Linked DNA regions of Macaca mulatta: region 1 is linked to region 2. The links are chromatin contacts, called in public Hi-C maps. All regions are on one chromosome and are shown on one strand. The core of a region is the stretch at or near the end of the contact, and the rest is flanking DNA. Distances in the headings are between cores, read along the strand shown.

Region 1 (6,300 bases), core at 3,328-5,827, 320 kb after region 2:
ATTTCCTTCCTACTTAGGTCTCCCCCCAGGAAATCTCAAATGCAGTTATTTCTCAGACAACCAGATGTTAGAATGAGGAAATGTGGCCTCACTAATCCACTTGGACCTGGAAAGCAGAAACTACATAGTCTTGATGGAGCATTTCAAATTTATCTCTATTTCTCCCTTATATCTCCTGATTTTTTAAAAACAAAAATCTGTCCCCTTATAGGATTTAAATATCACAAACATTTTCCTCTCAGTGCTCTGACAGTTTTTCTTCATGAGATAGCAAGCACATCCTCCAAAGCATTTAATACTGGGTGCCCAGTCCCTAGTTGTTAAATGAATAAATGAATGAATGAATGATGAAGGCAGGCAGAACAGTCTCTCTACTTTTTTTCATTCTCTCCATATTGCTTTCAACTTTTTCTAGATTATTTTTTCCCAGGGGGTGTGTTTTTCCATCAGCACTGCAGAAAGACTTGGAAATAGTCACCAGGTACTGTGAAATGTCTTCCACATTGAGGCTGCTTAGAGTTTAATTAGCAACCTAAACTGTTGTTACAGAAGACTGTTAAAATTAGGAAAGCAAGTGGTTTGTCAAATTATAGGCAGCCCTAGATACACAGCCAATATTAAAAAGAAATCAAATGTAAAATGTAAATCTATATACATATGTGGTATGCTGTATATGCCTTTTCTGTACTGATTTCTTTAGATTTATTACTCGGCAGAGTATGTGTGGTGCTTTTGAGCATTATTATTGATAACGCCATCTAGTGGTATAGAATAGCAGATGCTCTGTAGATCAGTTCAACTAACACGTCATTATTATTGTTATTTTGTAAAAATAGAACCAAAAGCACTCGTTAAAGGATCCTGTTTGTCCCAAGTAGAAATAAAATTTGGAAGATTAAGATATACACTTTAAATCTGCTATGGAAGAAAACAGAAAAATCAATACAGTACTTTCTCTCAGTGCAATCCATCCACCCACTCCCTACTCATTCATCAGATATCGAGCAAGACCTTGCCAGGTTCTGTGTGAGTTGCCAGATATAAAGTTCCAGTCTCCTCTTTGAAGGATAGAAGCAAGTGGCAAACACTGATGATCTACTGTGTCTTTAGCTGTTTTCCTTCCTCCCTCTCTTCTTCCCTCCCTCTCTCCTCCTTTCCTCCTCTTCTTCTCCTTCCTTTCCTCTCTCTTTTCTTTTTCCTTTCCTCCCTTCTGCCCTCCCTCCCTTTCTCCCTTGCTCCCTCTCTCTTTCTCTCTTCTCTCCTTCCCTCCCTCCCTTCCCTCCCTCCCTTCTCTCTCTCTCTCTCTTTTTCCCTTCCCTTCCCTTCCCTTCTCTCCTCTTCTTTCTCTTTCCAAAGTGAGGCAAGAGGCAGAAGATACCTCTCATAGTGATAAAGTTGGTACAAGTTGTTAACCTGTGGGTCTGAGAGTAGAGAAAGTGAAACAGATAAAAGGGGTATAAAATGTAAAATAGCTATGGCCAAGAGTTTGAATCATCAGAAAAGAAACAAACCACCTGTCTTAGAAGATTCTTGGAGATACATTAGATTGGGTACATTACAGCAAAGACAAACATACAGGATTTTAAATTTCTGAAACATATGATTAAGAACTCAAGAAACTTTTTCCTTCTGAAGGACATTTGTCAGTGATCCTTAACCACGCCATCCAAGATTGGCCACTCCAGATCTCCGTGTCACACATCTATACAACATTACATTCAAATTGGCATTTTAAATGTGTTGTCTTTGCAGTAATCTGAGAATTGCTTCCTCTGTGAAACTCCCAGCTAGGTAGTATTTTATTTCCTTGAGGATAATTTCATTATTTATCTGTAATAATCCGCATTCCCCAGAGCAGAACTGAACACATAGTAGGCCTCCGCAGATATCCACAGAACTGAGACTTTTGTATTAGATGGGTTTCTTCTAAGGCTATTACGGACAGTATAGGGTACTTAGCACATCACTTATGTTGTTCTGTTGGTTTTATGTTATTCTAGTGGTTTTCATTTTAAGATAAACATGTGCTTTGTTCGGAGCTGCAGCTGAACCATTTCTTTAAAAATTGCAACAGAACTTTGCATTTCTTAATTTACTTCACAAGACCATATTCAAACATGTTTCTGTTGTAAGAGGTTTTCTTTAAGAAAAAAAAAAAGAAAGAAAAGTTGCAGCAGCACCCATACGGTTGTCTGCCTGTGAGAACTTCCCTTTTAAGAGGAAAACAGAACCTGGCATGGATGAAGTGCCATGTAAGTGTTTGTTATACAAGTGAATAAGCCTGTGCTTGGCCAAAGGGCACCACTGTTTCCCAAACATGCCTTGCACAGGCGGCTGCTGTGTCTGCACCCACCGTGCTTCATCTCACCAAGGGTAGAGTGCTCTCTTCTCTCCTTCTTGCCTTGTCAGTTTCACATCCTTGGTGAGGCCTTTGCTGGATGGCCCAAGCCAGGTGGCTGGCTCTCCTGCTCTCCCTGTGGGCGCCACTCATTGGTGATCTTGAGCACCTGCTCTCAAGTTCTTCTCCTTGTCATAAAATTCACATACTCTAATAAATATTGCCCTTTGGGTCCTTAAAGAGTCTAATATAATACCCCGAACGTAATACGCATTCAAAGCGTATTTGTTGCAAATTATACCTATTCATTTGACATAAAAGAAATACTTATTAAAAGATGGTTAGTAATAGAAAAGGGAAGGAGGAAATAAGGATAGGAGTATAAACCCTTATTTAACTTAGCTATTCAGGTTTATTACAGTGTACACATTTCATCTGTAAGTAGAATCCTGCTGCAGTGTGTCAAGAAAACAAAACTTCCGTTTTGCTAAATTCAAAGGTAAATAGCTAGAAGTACCAGGTAAGGTCAGCCAAGAAGTTCAAAACCTTGGAACAGGGTAGACAGTTGGTATGTCTTTGAACTCCAGCTCTCTTTACACTTAGAGAAAAATAGGTAAGAGTGATGTTGGAATTATTTCAGGAGTGGATGTGCTGAATCAAAATTGTAAAAAGAATTAATCCCTTGAGTTTGTTTCTTTGGGAACCCCTAGAACATGATGCAATTCACAGAAGAAAGAAGAGTTTTGAGGGATAGAAAGTGAGGCTTGGGCAACAAGGGGAGGGAAAACCTTGGCCTGCGAGAAGGCGAAAGTGGTAAGTTCACACTAGCCTTTAGGCAAATACAATTTTGTAATTCACCATTGATTTTTTTTTTTGATTTAAGCAAAATGTATAGCTTTAATATAGAATTATTTTCAGTAAGATGTCCTGAGGCCAAAATGATGCACTGATATCTTCACACGTGCTGCAGTTCCACCGTCTCTGCGCTAAGTTTCAGGCTGTTTGCCTAAAAAGGCAAGAAACAAGAGGGCTGCTGGTAGGAAGACTAGCAAGGAAGGACACACACATTAAAATCTAATACTATTTCTGGAATATTTTATTTGGTGAAGAAGGTTCAGAATCATTCCTGAGATGTGTCTCTTGAAGATCTCTCGCGGTTGACTGTGAGGTGGATACCTTATGGGTTTTGCTCTTGCCTGTATGTATCACCTTTGTTCTGCACAGCAAAGGGGCTCACTCAGCACCTGCTGAAGGCAGGAATATTCCGATGAAGGCCAACCTCATGTGACGTGGAGTTCTGGGAAAGTCAGAAAGTCCCATGGACCTTCAGAAACGCACACAAATATTTACTCCACAGAATCAATTACAGGCGTTAAAAAAAATACTGTCAACCTTGGTAGTGGGACTTAGGATATTTCAGTTTTAGTTTGCAAAGCACAAGAAGTGGGATGGGAAGGTGAGAGGGTGAGAATTGCGGCTAGCACCGTCATCGAAGAGTGTCTGGTCAGACTTCCATGTATGATCATTATGTATTGGATATTAAGGAGTGGGTTCCTCTTCATCTATTAGACAATGGACATTTGCAGCTGTAGCAGCAAGACCCACCTCAATGACCACCCACTGATCCAGGATCTGCTCCGAGCTGCAGTCGATTTGTGCTTTAGGGATCAAAATGCTGGAGGAGATGTAGTTCTTCTCCTCAAGGCCCTTACAGACAATGAAACGTGCAATAAGGTGAAACGTGAGTATGTCCTCCCTAGGCACTCCCAGGAAAAGTTCCTTCACGGGTGCTGCTCCTGTAGGGTTTTGTTGAGTACATAGGAGATAATGTTGATATCTCTTGTAGAGTATCTACAATGAATGAGAATACACCTGTCAGATGGTGAGCTCTTGAAGAGCCGAGCCTTATGTCCTGTGCATTTTATATTCCCAGCACCTAGCATGGTCTGGAACATCAGAGGATCTCCACGAATGTTTGTTAAATGAATACATGACAATCTTGTAAATGCTGATAATGGGGTGACAGTTGGGAAACTCATCAAAACCTGGAGTGCTCAGGAATTGTATTATGTCACAGGATTGCTTTTTGACCTGTTTAGTTATACCTAATCCCACAGATTATACCTATAATTTAAAGAGATACAAAAGATTGTATAATGTGTACAGCTTCAGATCACAGAGAAATATAGTGTGGGAGGGACCGCCTGTATTTAACTTTTAACAGGGCTGTGTTCTAGGAAGTGTTTGTGATAGGGAAGTAGAGATAACATTCTCTCTTCAGGAAGAAGTCTGACTCTAGAAGGGGAGGAACTGAAAGCCCCAATCCAGTCTCTGGGAACCCAGCTCAAAACTCTGACAAAAAGGTCTGCTCAGGAAATCCTACGGTGTCGCTGGAAGGTAAGTTAGAGGCTCCCTCCACCTGCTTTATTATTTCTGCGTATAGATGACTGTTGCTGTCCATTTAGGCAGAGTCAATTCCAGTCTAGCTTAAAAGATTCTTCTGAGACCCTTTAATCTTTCTGCATCTAATTCAAATGTCAAGCAATTTACAGTAATAGTTTCAAGTAATGCTTCCTCAAAGGTGAGTCAACATTTCTAAGAAAGTAGAAACGTTGGGTATAAAAAGTTCAATTTTTCCTCGTCGGAAAAACGATCCAAGACATTTCTACCGTGGGCTGAGCGCTGCCTGGAGGGCAGGGAGGAAGGGCTGAGCGGACCGGGCTGGCATGCGGGTGCCTGGAACTGCTGGTCTCTCCGTTTTCCCTGGCTTCTAAAGGTCTCTTAGCAGCATTTCCTGCACGCTGGCACCCCCTGTCCTCCTAAGATTTTACTGCCTGCGTGTTTCTCTGTGATTCCCCACCCTCCGACCCACCGGGCCCGGGGCGCCCTCCGGGGGCCGGCACACAGCAGGGTCTTGCTTCCTCGCGCTGTCTTCTTCATATGGGATCACTTCGAGATGCGGCCGTTTGGGCGTTTGCGCGGCCTCGGCGATTCTGTGGCGTCTTGGGCTGTGTATGTAGCCCCAGCGGCCGAGGCTCACGGATCCGAACGCCCGGCCGCCACGTCTGTCCCAAGTTGGGCGACGGGAGGGCCGGGTGGGGTCGCGCCTGCGCCAGAGGAAGGCTCAGAACCAGACTCGGGGTTTTTAACTTATTCCTCAGAGGGACGAAAGCGAGTACCGGCGAGGACGGCGACAGCTCTCTATAAGCCTGAGTCCAGGTAGGCTGCCCGGCCCTCGAGCTCGCCCAGCGCCGCTCATGCTGCGCTCCACAGCCCCCTCCCCAAGAAAGGCGTTCGGGCCCCTCCCGGACGCGCCGCTCCCGCGCGCCGCGGGGCCTGGGAACAGCGCACCGGCTGAGCCTGGTGCCCGGCGGGCGGTGAGACTGACGGCGCCCGCGCCCAATCGTGGGGCGGAGCCGAGGGGGCCTGCAGGCGGCGGCCAATGGGAGCCCACAGAGCGGGCGGGGGGCGGTGCCGCCTGGCGGGCGGGCGGTGGCATCGGGAGCCGGCGCGGCAGACTGGGAGCCCGGGAGGAGCCGGCGGAGCGAGAGGAGGAGGAGGACGGAGGAAGAGCGCCGCGCCCCCGCCGGCCGCCCGAGTGCAGGCCGAGAGCTCCAGCCGCAGCCGGCGGGTCCGGGCCGCCTCCGCCGGAGCCCGGCGCGGGGAGAGTCCGGGCCGATGGGCAGCCCGGGGCAGCGGCGGGCGGCGAGGCGGCAGCCCGGGTACGCGCCACCCGGCGCGCACAGGCTGTAGCAGGTCCCGGCGGACGGTGTTGCGAAGGTTCGTGTCGGGGAATCCGACGGGCAGCGTGGCGAGGGTAGGTTCGGGATGGCTACGGCCAGGCGGTGACTGTCCCGAAGGGGAAGGGGATGCCCTTCGGGGCGCTTCGGGGGACTGACGGCGGCGAGGGGCGCGGGGGTGCGAGGGGCACGGGGCAGGGTCCGGCTTGTAGACGCAGATGC
Region 2 (6,086 bases), core at 54-2,553:
AGAACCACCACCAATACAATCACGGTAACAGGACACCTCCATTATAAAACACACAGATGCCTTGGGGTCAACCTGCTGAGTATCAAACTGCATTCCAAGTTTCAAATAAAGGACCGACAAACCAACTTTCAGAAAACAGTTCTTTGCAGTACTTAGGAGTGACTTTAGATAGCAGGCATTTCTCAAACCACCCTCCTCCTCCTCCTCACCCTCTGCTCCCCATCTCCCCCATCCAATGCCTGATAAAATTCCAAAGTCTGCAATATTAGCTGTAGCCTTTGCTACTTACGGCTAAACATAATCATTAAAATAAAGTGAAAGAGAATTCTAGATCCAGGGTTACGGCCTTTGATACCTGAACCCACAATAAACTTCAAAATTAGATTTGCCTTAAAAAGCAGCTGAAATCACTCTCTCCACTCTTAGCACGTCTTTCTTGTTTTTAGCCTATCTGATGCGACCACCACCATCCTACCTGTCCTTTTTAGTAATGCTTGATAAATGGGTCGCGCCTTGATTTAAAAGCATCTCCTCCTACACCTCTCATCTGACCTCAACGCTATCCCACTTCTCAGATGAGAACTCCACAGGCCACAGGGTTGAGGGATCTGACAGACGTCAGGAGGGGACAGCGACAGGAACAAGCAAGCGTGTCTAAGAAGGGCTCCTGTAGGTACCAAAGCTTCTCCACCTGCTGCCTCAGCTGTGGTGGGAATTCGTGGGGATGGAGACGGGGATGGCGTGGGGGGATGAACTCCGATGGGAAAGAAAGGTTACAACTTCAGCTTTGCTCTCCTCCAACTAAAATTTACCATGTTTTTGCACGATGAATGTAGCAAAGACCCACAGTAAGGAAGTACCTGTGACTACCAATAGAAATCAGACATCTCCACTTCACATCACGGTTGCTGCAGATCTCTTGAAATACCATTTGTGCAGACCACAACGTCAACACTAAAGTAAGGAGTTACCGCTGCCGCTGGCCCCTGCGGTTTCAGCCCTTCATCAAGAAGCCGGCCTAGGACCCTTCACAAGTGTGTTCTAATCCTTTAGGCCCTACGTCTTTTAAATCACGTTTTCCAGGAAGGAGTACAAACTCTTCAGACTACCAAGCCCGCCATTTAAATTGGGAACTTCAGAGGCCGGAGCCCTGGAGCCGGGGTCCGTCCCCGACAGCACAGGGTCGCCCCCAGCCCGCGCGCCCCCACCCCCTTGGCCTCTCGGAGGTGGGGATCCCCGCAGGGTTACCTGGGGGCCCTGTTAGGAACACGTGCCGGGCCATGCGGGGGCGGGGGCAGGGGTTGCGGTCTGGGTACCAGTCCGGGTTGGGGTCGCTACTCAGCTCAGGTCCGGACTAGGGTCGCGATTCAGGACCCGCCCACCGCGTGTCGCAGTCCCCGCCCCCAAGCGGTACTTCGACCGGAAGCACCGCCCTCAAGACCACGCATGCGCCTTCTACCACGTCCTCGATCCGCGCCTGCGTACTCAACCCTCGGCATTTCTGCGTCTGCGGCGGCAGTTCCTAAAAGCGGAGCGGGTTGTGCGGTCTCTAAGTTTTATGCTGGGTTCCGGGCTTTTGTGGGGTATTTGCAGAGATAAGTGCGTGAGAACGTCAGTTATTAAACTGTTGCTGCTTCAAGTGAGCGCCATCACCCAGGTTCTGCCCCTTGCCTCCGGACCTAGGAGCTGAAATTGCCCAAGGCTGCGGGGACAGCCCTTTTGTAGAAGGTTTGTGACCTGGAAGCATTCCTCAAAGGGGGATGCCATGTTAATGACTCCAACCTTGTTCTCAGCCATTCCTGCAGAATAGAATCAGCTGGGGAGTTTTAAACTTGTTCTGATGCCTGGGTTTCACCTGCAGTAACAAGGGATGTCTTCTGACAAAATTACAAGTTTAGTTTAAAGATCTAATTGGCTTATATTTAGGATCTAGAACCGGAAATAGATCATTCCATTAAAGCAAGTAGAGTGTTCCAGTAAGCTGCGCAGAGGAGGCTGGCTTTATGGGCAAAAAAAGGCTGAAGAAAAAACAACAACGAGTGGGTATTTCAAAGTTACTTTCCTTATAGGGTTAAAACAGATTGGACTTCGTTATTGTACTGACTCAGGTTGATTAAAATCTCCTGGTTTTTGGGAAAACTGGCCTGTTTCAAAGTTCAGTTTGGCTACATGGCACTTGGCACAAGTGACTCGATTCTGGTTTGGTCTAGTCTGCTAGGGCCAGTCCAAAACAATGACCTCCCATATATCTTGTTTAACATGAGTAATTGGTCTTGGGCGAGTCCTGAGCATCTGTATTCTTTTTCTTCTTTCTAAACTCCAGGAAGTTCCTGAAGTGCGCTAGGGTTGAGAACCACTGGTGTAGGCAGACTTCCCGTCCTCAGCCATGCATGGGAAGCCTAGTTTTCCCTCTTTACCTTCACACCAAAGTGTATAAAGGTCTCTTGCAAAGAATTAAATAGCTTCTCCGTCTTACTTTACCACTGCAAGCGTTCCAGCCAACGAATGACGTGGCAGTGGCCTTGGGCCACTTTTACCTGTAAACTCTCAGTCTAACATGTGTACAGCTTAATTTGTGGTCAGTCATTCCCCATCCTGGCTGAGAAAGCAATTCAGTGAGTGTTCAACTTAATTGATTTCTGCCCACACGTGGACCTCCTGGTTTCCCTTTAGCCTGAGACTTATACCAGTCCAATGATTATCTAAAAAAAAAAAAGTCGGATTTGTAAAATACAGCTGTCATCACCATTTCTGCAACACTTGTAATGCTATATTATTGTAACAGTATACTGTTATCCCAGCTGGTAATGTAGGGTCTTCCACCTTGATTTATTTTGCACTCCATGCATATTGAATACAATGAAAAGCTGATATAGTAAGGTAAATCCATAGGAGGAGCTTCCAAAAAAAAAAAAAGGAAAGAAAAAGTATATATCTCTTGTATCAAAAATATTAATTTTAAGTGTTAATCATGTGGCATTTTCCATCACTGAAAAGCAGTTTGGATTTGCAAGGCTCACCTTAAGTTGGGTTATTTTGTTTTGATGCTGTGCCTGGAATTCTGGCATCAGTTTAAATAGCTCAAAGATACATGGAATCCAGATGTAGTGAATCGATGTCTCACAAAACAGAAAAAAAGACTTCATAGATGAGTGTTCTTTATCCATGGAAAATAAATTATTTGGATGCTGGTTACATGGATATCTTCATGTTAGAAAATTCATCGATTTGATGCTTAATTTCTACAGTTTCCTGTATGCGTTATTGGGCAACAGTAACAACAAATTAAATAGCTTATATCCCTTAGAGATTAACAACAAAAGAAGAGGACATAAATGGAAACAAATTTTAAAATAAATGGGATCTTAACGTACTGTACCATACTGAATCCAACTTTTGCTTCTTATCAACATCCAATGGACAGATGTTTGTGTCTCCCCAAAATTCTTATTGTTGAAATCCTAACCCACAAGGTGAAGGTATTAAAGTGTGGGGCCTTAGGGAAGCAATTAGGTAATCAGGTCATGAGGGTGGAGCCCTCATGAATGTGATTAGTGCCCTTACAAAAAGGAGAAACTTGCTTTCTCTCTGCTCTCTGCCATGTGAAGATACGAGAAGACTGCTCTCTGTCAACCAAGATGAGGGCCTTCCCTAAGAACCCAATCATGTTGGCACCCTGATCTTAAACTTCAGCCTCCAGAGTTGCAAGAAGTAAATGTTGTTTTTGTTTTTGTTTTTGTTTTTTGTTTGTTTGTTTAAGCCACCCATCTGTGGTACTCTATTATAGTAGCCTGAGCTAACACACAAGGTAGAATTACCTAAGAAACAAGTGATTCCAATGATTTCTTCCTGCAACACCTGGGTGCAGCCTCACTTTTGACAGGATGCAGTGCAGTTCTTTATTAAAGCAGTTTGTAGGTACAACTCTACAGTCTCTATGGTTATAAAATACCCTAAAGTCCAAAAAACACTGTTTATTTTGTTTTCATATCTACCCTTTTCCCAGAACTGTCCTAATTTTTAAACTGCAAATTCTGTGTCTTAGAAAGCCCCTCAATCCCAAGCAAACCAGGATGAATGGTCATCAAACTGTTAAAGGAACACTTGGGAAGTAATGCAAAAGGTTTCATGTGGTTAAACAAGGTATTTCCTTCTTACAGACAAGTCAAAGGCTAATAATACTTTATTGTAAGCTGGTTGTCTTGTCAGCTGTGGTTATAGAATGAGTGTTTAATGCAGTCTGTACCTAACGTCTGAGCCATTCATACCCTGAGTTCTAATCCCTGTGCAGAACAATGTTCTATCCTGCCAGTAACCCAGTAGGACAGAAGCAGAGTTGACTCTACACCCTCACCCCACCCCTTCCTGCAGCGCATGCCTGGATGTCCCCCACGCCCAACTGCTACTGGCATCCAGTGGCATCTTCCTGGCTGGACACAGAATGAGAGTTCTGGCATATTTAGGATACAGTTTTCTAAGTACAGGAAAACTGAAAACTGAAACAAATAAAAAGTATAGATGTGAAAACAACAAAGTGGGAAGAGAGACCGTTGTGTTGTTTGACCAGCCCACTGTTCATTTCACTGGATGGAAATAGCAGCTAAATTCTCCTTTTAGGAACCCCTTTTCTCCCAGGCTCTGTGATTGATAGAAGAGAACCTCCCTCCTCTTCTCATTCTCCAAGGAGAATACATGACCCAAGCCTGGTCAATGAGATCATTCTGTCTTCCCAGCCTCAGTAATTGACTCTGAAGAAGCACATGATCCGGGCAACACATCCACTCCTAGCCAGTGGGGATCAAAGACAGCCACCAGCCACCATGACTGAAGCAGAGGGACAAGGGGAAGTGAGAGGGGGTGTAAGAGGCCTCCCCTCCCACTCTCCCCAGTCACCCCTTACTCATTCTCCAGGATGGGCTCAACTGTTACTGCTTCCCAAGGCTTTGTGATTCTCCAGGCCCAGCTCCTGCTTCCTTGGCCTTCCCTTACGGCACCCCCCTGATTGCTGGCATCTACCTCTTCTGCCACCCAGTTATGAATTCCCCCAAAAGCAAGAATCTAGGCTGGGTGCAGTAGCTCATGCCTATAATCTCAGCACTTTGGGAGGCCAAGGCGGGTAGATCGCTTGAGGTCGGGAGTTCCAGACTGGCCTGGCCAACAAGGTGAAACCCCTTCTCTACTAAAAATACAAAAATTAGCCAGGTGTGGTGGTGGCCACCTGTAATCCCAGCTACTTGAGAGGCTGAGGCAGGAGAATCATTCGAACCCAGGAGGCGGAAGTTGCAGTGAGCCGAGATCGCACCACTGCACTCCAGCCTGAGGAACAGAGTGGAGACTCCACCTCAAAAAAAAAAAAAAAAAAAAAAAAATCAAATCTAAAGAATTTTGCGCTATTCATCTATACCCAGAATATAGCATGGTACTTACAGCACATGCATCCATCACTCTGCCAGGAAATGTTGTACATTCTGGAGATACAGCAGCAAAGAAGAGACAGTCTCTGTGCTGGTATAGCTTATATTCTGGTGGGAGACACAAACAGATACACAAGTACATAAATAAAATGTCACAGAGTGGTAAGGCCATGCAGGAAAAATAAAAGGATGGGAAATGAAAAGGGAAGTGGATGTGCTACTCCATAGAAGGTGGTCGGGGAAGATATTACTGAGAATACAGCAACTGAGCAGGGAGCTGAAGAAGCAAGTCCTGCGGGTGTCATGGGGATTGCGGTCTAGACTGGCATATGCAGAGGTCATGACGTAGGAATAGGTGGCCTGAGGAGGAACCAAGCAATCCGGTGTGGCTGGAGCAGAGTAGGAGAGAGAGATGCATAGGAGATGAGGTCAGAGGAGCTGCAGGGGGCCAGATAGTTCAGCCTTATAGACCATGGTGAGGACTCTAGCTTTTACTGTAACAGAGCTAGAAAGCCATTAGAGGGTTTTGACCAGAAGAATGGCATTATGTAAATTTTTTAAAAGGATCATCAGGCATGTGTGCAAGAAATAGACTACAGAAAGGCAAGGGTAGAAGCAGGAAGACCAATCTGAATGCTACTGTAATAATCCAGCTGCTACAGAAATAATGTT

The links. Hi-C and Micro-C count contacts between places; a contact is called where the count stands out from the background.
Region 1: a contact with region 2 is called in a Hi-C map of fetal cortex germinal zone, with 2.7 times the contacts expected there. The contact joins the promoter of SIPA1L2 here to the promoter of NTPCR in region 2. A contact is called at or near these places in 3 of 14 Hi-C or Micro-C datasets (fetal cortex germinal zone, fetal cortical plate and liver).

What each region holds. Positions count from the first base shown.
Region 1 is chr1:16,418,471-16,424,770 of T2T-MMU8v2.0, forward strand. SIPA1L2 (signal induced proliferation associated 1 like 2) reads left to right here and starts at 4,578. Exons shown (of 23, transcript XM_077998594.1): 1 at 4,578-4,735. LOC144337349 reads right to left here and starts at 5,597. Exons shown (of 3, transcript XM_077981986.1): 1 at 5,567-5,597; 2 at 5,211-5,461; 3 at 3,744-4,189. The coding sequence starts at 5,597. The coding sequence ends at 3,878.
Region 2 is chr1:16,104,418-16,110,503 of T2T-MMU8v2.0, forward strand. NTPCR (nucleoside-triphosphatase, cancer-related) reads right to left here and starts at 1,304. Exons shown (of 5, transcript NM_001267032.1): 1 at 1,249-1,304. The coding sequence starts at 1,282.